2 separate regions of the Mus musculus genome follow, and region 1 is linked to region 2. Evidence: chromatin contacts called from public HiChIP or PLAC-seq data. All regions are on one chromosome and are shown on one strand. The core of a region is the stretch at or near the end of the contact, and the rest is flanking DNA. Distances in the headings are between cores, read along the strand shown. Region 1 has its middle 18 kb from the start of Serpinb6b. Region 2 has its middle 10 kb from the start of Serpinb1c.

What was found. HiChIP or PLAC-seq counts read pairs in DNA pulled down with a chosen protein or histone mark.
Region 1: a BATF HiChIP or PLAC-seq map of CD8 T cells shows a contact between it and region 2, with 127 read pairs. The contact joins two enhancer-like sites. A contact is called at or near these places in 2 of 39 promoter capture datasets (the C10 cell line and hippocampal neurons), 3 of 15 datasets of contacts at CTCF or cohesin (CD8 T cells, large pre-B cells and pro-B cells), 5 of 484 Hi-C or Micro-C datasets (B cells, the G1E-ER4 cell line, centrocytes and 2 more), 4 of 115 datasets of contacts at active chromatin or transcription factors (CD8 T cells, effector CD8 T cells, large pre-B cells and 1 more) and 4 of 9 other capture datasets (adipose tissue, embryonic stem cells, liver and 1 more).

What each region holds. Positions count from the first base shown.
Region 1 is chr13:32,981,438-32,985,960 of GRCm38.p6, forward strand. No RefSeq gene overlaps it. Among named protein-coding and RNA genes, the nearest start is that of Serpinb6b, 18 kb to the left of the region's middle. Within about 2 kb of position 1,449, at least 9 of the 459 cell types and tissues checked have an H3K27ac peak or open chromatin away from gene starts, as enhancers often do. A contact at or near this core is called in CD8 T cells, where this site is marked.
Region 2 is chr13:32,906,064-32,910,192 of GRCm38.p6, forward strand. It overlaps a transcript of Serpinb1c not described here. Among named protein-coding and RNA genes, the nearest start is that of Serpinb1c, 10 kb to the left of the region's middle. Within about 2 kb of position 2,303, at least 26 of the 459 cell types and tissues checked have an H3K27ac peak or open chromatin away from gene starts, as enhancers often do. A contact at or near this core is called in CD8 T cells, where this site is marked.

The DNA of each region.
Region 1 (4,523 bases), core at 199-2,698, 75 kb after region 2:
AAACTGAAGCCATTTTGAATAAAACTTCCATTTTCAATAGGGGCTCAAAGAAGTTTAATATCCCAAGACCTCCCTGAAATCCTGTTTGACATGAACGCTTGGCAAGTTGTCCCACTACAGATGAATAAAGCCGCAAATGAGAATAGAATAGTATACCACGAAGAAATGTTCCTAGGAAAGTCCCCTGTCCCTGAATCGTGATGGGTAGGAAATCAAACTGTAACTTGACAAAAACCCCACAAATGTGGCTTTTGTGATTTATTTTTATACTTAAAAGCTCTGTAATTTTTTGGCTTACAGTCACAGTTCAACTCCCAAGTCTGTTTTGCATCCCTGATCAATCAGTAGTGGCTTGATAGCAATAATCATTTATTTCCTGAACTGACTTTTCAGTTGTGTTGGATCACAAGCAGACCCTGAAACACCTCTTTTTCACCATTGCCCATAACAATAGCCTCCCATGATGTAATTCTCATATGTGGTCAGGATGTAAAACACAGATGTGATTATATATGTCCTCATCTTAATAAACTGTTTATGGGGGTGCCCCCTAGACTAAAAGAGAAAAAGAAACCCCAGTGTGAGAATTAATTTGGGTAGATCAACACACTCAGTCTCTGAATCATAGGATTTGGTATTTTTTCAAATGTCAGTGGAGATATAGCTGAATGCTTTCAGAGGAAAAGACCAAGGTCTCACAACCACACTATGGACTGTTACTCATTCCTGAAAACAATATACCTAGCCATATAAAGACATCCAAGAACCTTATGTGTATATTACTGAATTAAAAGGGCCATTCTATGCAATTAAAGTGATTTGACATTATAAAAAAGGTGAAACTACAAAGAGAAAAGATCAGTGGTTGGCAGGGTTGTGAGACTGATGACAGATGTCTCAGCAGAGCACAGAAGGCTTCAGCATAATGACTTTTGCTCTGCTCGATGATGCACAATGTTGGACACACATCCTCATCCAGTTGTTCCAACCCATAGATAATTAGGAATATCCAACATTGCAAAGCATATTAGCTATTTTACTTGTTGCTGTGTCAAAATAACTTAGAAAAGCAATTTAAGGAAAGAGGAATTCAGTTTTGACGCTCACGACTCAAGGTTATAGTCCATCATAATGTCAGGAACTTGAGGCAAGTGGGAACTTTGCATCCACATTTGGGAAGAAGAAAGCAAAGTATTTTCGGCTCAAATTCTTCTTTTTACTCATTTAAGACCCCAGCCCATGGAATGAGGCTGCCCTCTCTGGATAAGTATTGTTATCTCAATTAACCTAATCAACAGGTGTGGTTCATCTCCCACGTGATTCTAGAATCCATCAAGTTGAACATGTGAATCATCCCTCATGTATCACTCTGTTGTGGTTTCTCTTAGGCTCTGCCTTCTCATTTGTGTTTGTGGTCACTCTCTGGGCAAAGAGAATGTGATGACATTCAACCTTGGTGTGCACTACTCGAATCGAAATCACTGGGTGGACTTTAGTGTGCACATTAGATCAGTATGTTATATGAAAGGGAAAAATGCAAATAATGAGGAGATAAAAATTTAGATGACTTAGTTTCAGAACTAGAGAAGGGGCCCACATCAGCTTCATGACTAATAATGTCTATAGCTCACGTGTTGGAGTTGGTCTGGTGTTGGTGTATTTTCACACACATCAACCAGCTTTTGTTGTGCAAACCTTGCTTTAGTTAATGGGTCAATAAAAGGCTAAATCATATGATTGGGCGGTAGAGAGAGGAAGATGAACCTTCCTCATAGGGAGAAAGGAACTCTGGTGAGAATAAAAAGAAAGGCTTTTCACAAAGAGACACGAGCTGGGAGATGGATATGACTACAGGGCTAGAAAGTATAGCTAGCCACCTGCTGGATAAGTGATCAGGTTAACTAGATGAGCTAGTTGAGTGTATGCCCAGCCAAGGCATAGGCTTTGAGATATTATAAGGTCTTTCTGTGGTTATTTGGGGAAGTAGCTGTTTAAGGAGCAACTGTGTCTGTATTAATTTCCAGCATTAATTGATATATACAGAATATTAATCTCCTTTTACACTCACAAGACCAGTTAAAACTTGTCCTGTTCTGTTCAAGAACACTATAGCATAGGAGTGGAATGTTCAAGCACCTCAGAGCAGGATAAAGGATGTGGAGGAAGAGGAAAAACAATAGTGGAAAGGTCACTTGGAAAATCAGGAAAGTCCAAACTGAAGGACTAAATGTCACCACTGAAGAAAATAGAATAAGCTCTGTGTATGTTTGGCTGTGTAGAGGATAGTGTACTAATGACTCCTTGGGGAGAGTTTTGGGGTATATTGGACTGGAAGTCAAACTCCATGGAATGATGAAAGAACCAGAAGTGAGATTAAGTCATGGTTCCTAGAAGCAACTGGAATAGAAGGATGAAACAATAAGGTAGTACTCCAGGCACCACCAATAAAGGAAACATGATTAAACATTTAAATACAGGGCAGAGTGAGCATACTTATAAGAATAAGAACATGACTCCAGTGGATTAGAAAATATTAAAGACAGAGAGAGGGGCACATAGAGGACTTGTGTCAGGGAGATGGGCACTCCTCCATGGGCAGGATAAAGGAAACTCCCAAAACTCTTCCTTCCACAGTGAGCTGCCTTGAGATAGATGGCTCCTAAGCCTCTTTACCTACTCATGTTTCTCCACTGAGAGACAGGGGTGATGTTCATTTACGATTTCCTGGAGTAATGACCTTGACACACACCTGACACCTCAAAGATGGCTCCCATGAATTGCTTATGATGCTCCCATCTGAGTGCCTGAATCCATCTACAGTTTCTTGGTGGTCTTCCCTTTTTCTTCAAGCAGAGCAGCATAGACTTTGGAGTTGGTGATATGTGGGCTCAGACTGCATGTTTACTCTTTGATGCACAGGTGCTAGTCTCATGAGTTCCTATCTCACAGACCCGTGTGCTGATGACTTTGACATCCATGGGGGGCACGTTGCTTTAACTGAAGATATAAAGCAACAAAAACCCACCTGGACCAGATTTCAGATGTGCTGTGCAAGAAGCAGAGTTGTGTTTTTCAAAAGCAGCCATGTCTTTTGAAAGTCTGAGGTGTGGTTCTTTTGCTGAAACACTTTTTTTTTCTTAAGGATTTATTTATTATATGTAAGTACACTGTAGCTGTACTTCAGACACACCAGAAGAGGGTGTCAGATCTCGTTATGGATGGTTGTGAGCCACCATGTGGTTGCTGGGTTTTGAACTCCGGACCTTTGGAAGAGCAGTCGGGTACTCTTACCCACTGAGCCATCTCACTAGTCCGCTGAAACACTTTTGAAGGTAGATCATACCTATTTAGATTTAAGAGCAGTGCTAAGGAAGAAAGAGATGAGAGAGAGACAGAGAGAAAGAGAGAGTCAGAGAGAGGAAGAGAGAGAGAGAGAATTAGAGAGAGAGAGAGAGAGAGAGAGAGAGATGCCAGACTGCATAGTGCCAAGGCAGAGCCCTTTGAGGCAAATGGCAAATGGAAGAGGGAAGAGATGGATATCCAAGGCAGGCAAAGGAAAAGTCAAAGATGGCTGTTGTTCTGAAGGAGACTAGCCAGGAGGTGACAGGAATACTCAGCTGTTTCTTCTGTCACAGATGCACAGGTTCTACATGAGGTACCCTTATTGGTTCCTTTTCTAGAGATTTACTGGCTTTCTTAGCATATGTTGACATTTCCAGTTAAAACAAACAAATAAAACCAAAAATGGAAAAGTATTTCTTGAGGGATTTTCTATGCTCTTTTGCTGCCAAATAAGTGCAGGGCATTTCTATGCCAGCTCTAGCCAGTGTTGGAGGTTTAACTGTTAGATAAACTGACTTGTGAAAGGCACCGAGTTTAAACACTAGCACTTCAACATACAACAAACAACCCCTTCCTTAAATCTTTTGCTTTCTTTCTTCACCAGTCTCTCCATTCAATTTTGAAACCTGTTTCTGCACAATGTTGACCTTAAATCACATGCTCTCAAGGCTCCATGACTGTGCTCCTGGCCCACATGTCCCTTTCCAGGTCCCCACAATGTTCTCAATGAAAATCCCCAGGTATAAGGGATTTCTTTTTATAGCTCTCTACCATCACACCCGCCAGATAATTTCTCACAAAAAGAAGGGATGCAAACAGCTCCCAGAGTCTCTTCTCCTAAATTACTACTATGAATTCCTTTATATTTTACAGCCACTTATCATCTTTGGATTCAGGTTCCGTTGGCACACCTGTGGATCTCTAGTTGCATTCCACAAGGAGTTTCATTCCTACAGTGTCAGGTGCAAGCACTCTTTTAATATAGAGTGCTTCCTTAATCAAAGGAAGTCATTTTCCTTGTTTATGTTTCTCAATGGTCCAGTGTACCCTCTAATTATGAATACATCCTGAGCCTGATACTAAAGTTTTATACCACTGCCTGCCAACCTGATGTGACTGGTTATTGGCTAATGCTATCTTTCCTTCCTTCCTTCCTTCCTTCCTTCCTTCCTTCCTTCCTT
Region 2 (4,129 bases), core at 1,053-3,552:
GTTTCCAACATGCTAGTTTCAAGCATTTCCCACTAACACACACGCATACACATACACACACACATATATACACATATGAACATATATACATATACACATATACACACATAATCATGTGCACACACACACACACACACACACACACACACACACACACACACACACACACCTGGAAGGTGGATGGAACAACTTTCCAACACATACCTACACAAGCTCTACATACATACATACATACATACATACATACATATATACATATTAGATGGATGGAACAAAGTTCCAACAGCTTTATTTTTTTCTCTTACAGCTTATATATCAAAAAGTTTTCAAGCAGTATAAAACTGCAATGTGATTATGTTCTAGTTTTCTTCTAGTGAATGACGTGGAAAAAAAAGTATGTCCCCCTAATACCTTTACAAAATACCATTACGTAGTACAGGTAAAACATTTTCAAATTGAACTTAGAAAGTCAGTGATTTCTGGTTTTCTAAGAAAAGGAATGAAAAGCAAATGTCTAGGCCGTCTTCTTTCAACCAGCATAAGGCAAAGATCCTTTGCTCTAATTCTGAAAAAGGGAACCTGATGGTCCTCAATTTTCTCAAACTTTGAACCTAGTCTACTTGGTACAGTCTCACTTTGAAACTCTGTATAGGCCTGGCATGGGTTGCGTCTGCTAATAAACACCATGGCATGGCCAGAGACTTCTATCAGGAATAACCAGAGAAAAAAATCCCATCACACTGGAAACCCCAGTAGTATTTAAAAGGTTTTTTTTTTCTTTTTGGGAAGATGTGTAATCCATGGCTCCGCACTTACAGACCCTCATCAGCAGGGTAGACAGGTACATTTGCTCAGAGCAATGGGGAGCTAAAGAGACAGATTTACAATGAGACTTTTGGTGATGTCAAAGTTACTATCCAACCGCTGGGTCAACTGGTATGCCTGTCACTGTTTAATAAAGACAAGAAGCCAATCACTGGGCGAGAAGGAGGTGGGCCTTCCGGGTCTGAGAGCAGAAGAGGGAAGGCAGGAGGAAGGGAATTCCTTTTGGACGATGAGAGAAAGGCAACCTAGATATGGGTCGGGCCAGTTAGTTCGGGTGGCAGAATCTACCAGTATCTGCCACTAGAAGATTTCTAACAGAATAATTGGTGAATTTAGGATGGTAAATTCTGTGCCCAATGATTGTGTTATCTGTTGATTCTAAACTAAGATTGGTGTTTTCCAGCTCTCGGCCATTCAGCTGAGCACCAGGGAAAGGTAAGCACAGTGAAGCATTGGGTTGGTGAGAGTGTACCCCCAACTAGCTGTGGAAATTTGGGAGTACAGATCAGGTTTCTGTTTGTTAGGAGTAATCCGTTCCGATTTAATCTCCTACTGAAGCCTAAAATTAACTAAGACAGAAATGGCCTTATGCCTGAGTCTCATGTCATTCATACCTCTCCCACTAGAATATGGTTGGCCCCAGGGCCTCCTAAGCTGTTGCTTGCCCAGGAGGCACTTGTGTGTGCCCAGGTGCCTTTGTAACTTAGCTCCACTCATCTCCCAAATAAACCCGGAGGAAGCAAGACATCTTTTGAATTGCTTGGTATGGAAGGTGTGATAAGTCAAATCTTCGAAGATTGAGTCTCCAGAAGGGGCTGCTGCTCATTATGTCAAGAGGCTGATCTTGTACCTGAACCTTGCATGTTCCAGGGATAGCAAGCTGAGCAGGTGAGGTCAGGCCCCATAGTGAGGAGGGCTGAGGTTTCCTGTGGGGAATGGTCAAGTGGAAGTGCAAGTATAGAATACAGAAGGGAAATGAGGAATCAGAGAAGCTGGAATTTCATTAGCTTTTGCTCCTCTGTTGGGCAGGTCAACAGATACAAAATACAACTGTTATGTGGTTAAGAGGGTGAGGAATTCAGGATGACTGCACGGTCTGAGATGCACCCTGTAGATTTATCCTCCCCATTTCTTGGCCATCTCCTTTAATTGGCCAATGTCTTCACCTGGATGGGACTCGGATGCACTCCCTAAGAGGCAAGCCACAGACACCACAATCTCCTAAAATCTAGGGAGGGCAACAGAAACTAAAGAACAGAACACTCCCCTCCCCCCAACCAAGACAATACCAGATATCAACACCTAAAATTACATTCACCTCTTACAAAGACACCAGCATAAAAACATAATCAATAATATTCAGGACAATATGTCTCCACCAAAGCCCAGGAACCCTCTTACAGAAGACTCTAAGAAATGCAGTATAGCTGAAGCACAAGGCAAGGACCCCAAAGTAGCCATCATGAGTATGTTCACGGAACTGAAAAGAGGATGTGAATAAATCCATTCATAAAATCTATGAACAGTCAAACAACGAAAACTGTTCAAGACATGAAAATGAAAGTAAAATCACTAAGCAAAATACAAACGAATCTAAAACTGGAAGTGAAAAACTTAGGAAGTCAACAAAACAATCATAGACCTGCTTTACCAACAGAGTATGAGACAGACTTTGGGCATTGAAGAAAAGGTAGAAGAAATGGATGCCCCTGTCAAAAGAATGTTAAATCTAAAATTCCAAGCACAACACATTTAGGAAATCTTGGATACTTTTGAAAGATCAAATCTATGAATAACAGGAAAGGAAGAATGAGAAGAAACCTAGGTCAAAGGCACAGAAAATATTGCCAAAATATCATAGAAGAAAATGTCCCTAAATCAAAGAAAGCACCTCTCAAGGTACCAGAAACCCACAGAACATCAAATAGACTGGACCAGAAAAGGTAGTCCTATCATCACATAATAATCAAAACATGAAATGTACAGAACAAAGAAAGAATATGAAAATCTGCAAGGAAAAAGGTAAGTAACATATATAAAGATGAAAAAAAAAAGATATTGCAAGCAAAGGGGCCCAAGGAGCAAGCATGTATAGCCATTTTACTATCTGGCAAAATAAAACTTAAAACCAAAAGTAATCCAGAGACATAGAGGACACTACACACTCATTAAAGGAGAAATCCACCAAAAGGACATTGGAATTCTAAACATTTATGCACTAAACACAAGGGTAACCAAGTTCATAAAAGAAACACTACTACAAATAAAATCACATATTGACTCTCACACAGTGATAGTGGAATGACTTCAGTATTGCCCATCCAGACAAGAACTAAACAGAGAAATGCTAGAACTAACTTGTTTTAAGTAAAATGAACTTAAAAGATATATACAAAACATTTTACCCAAATACCAAAGAATATATCTTAGTAACTCATGAAACATTTTCAAAATCGACTACAGACCACAGAGCACTGAGAGAAATAGACTCTAGTCCAGTCTATTTGATGTTCGATGTGCTTCTTGAATACAAAGAATTTCTCAAAAGATATAAGAAAAGTGAAATAACAGATGCATCCTGTCTGACCACATGGAATAAAGCTGGAACTCAACAAGAACAGGAAAAACAGAAAGTTTATAAACTCATGGAAACAGAACAGCTTCTCAATACTGAATGATAAATGGGTCAAGACAGAAATTAGGAAAGAAATTATGAACTTTGTAGAATTGATTGAAAATAAAAACACTCATACCCAATCTTTGGTAACACAATAAATACAGTTCCAAGAGGCAAATTCATAGTACTAAATGCCTACATTAAAAATATTGGAGTGATCTCATAATAATAGGTTAATGGCATACCTAAACACTCTTGAACTAAAAGAAGAGATCACACCGCAAAAAGTGGGTGGCAAGAAATAATCAAATTTGTGTTGGGAAATTAGTAAAATAGAGACAATAAAAATAATAACCAAGAATCAATGAGACAAAGAGTTGGCTCTTTAAGAAAACCAGTAAGGTTGACAATCTGTTAACCAAATTGAACATGGAGAGAGGAGAGTCAAATTAACAAAATTAGAAAAGAAAAGAGGCATATAACAGCCAGCAAGGAAGCCCAGGGAATCATAAGGACAAATTTTGAAAATTTGTACTCCACCAGACTGGAAAATCTAAAAGAAATGGATATTTTTTTCTTGATACATACCACTTACTTACCACTTAGTCAAATCAGATCAGATAAGCAATGCCAACAGAAATATAATCCCTAGTGAAGAATAAGCCGCAATTAAGTCTCTCAGAAATA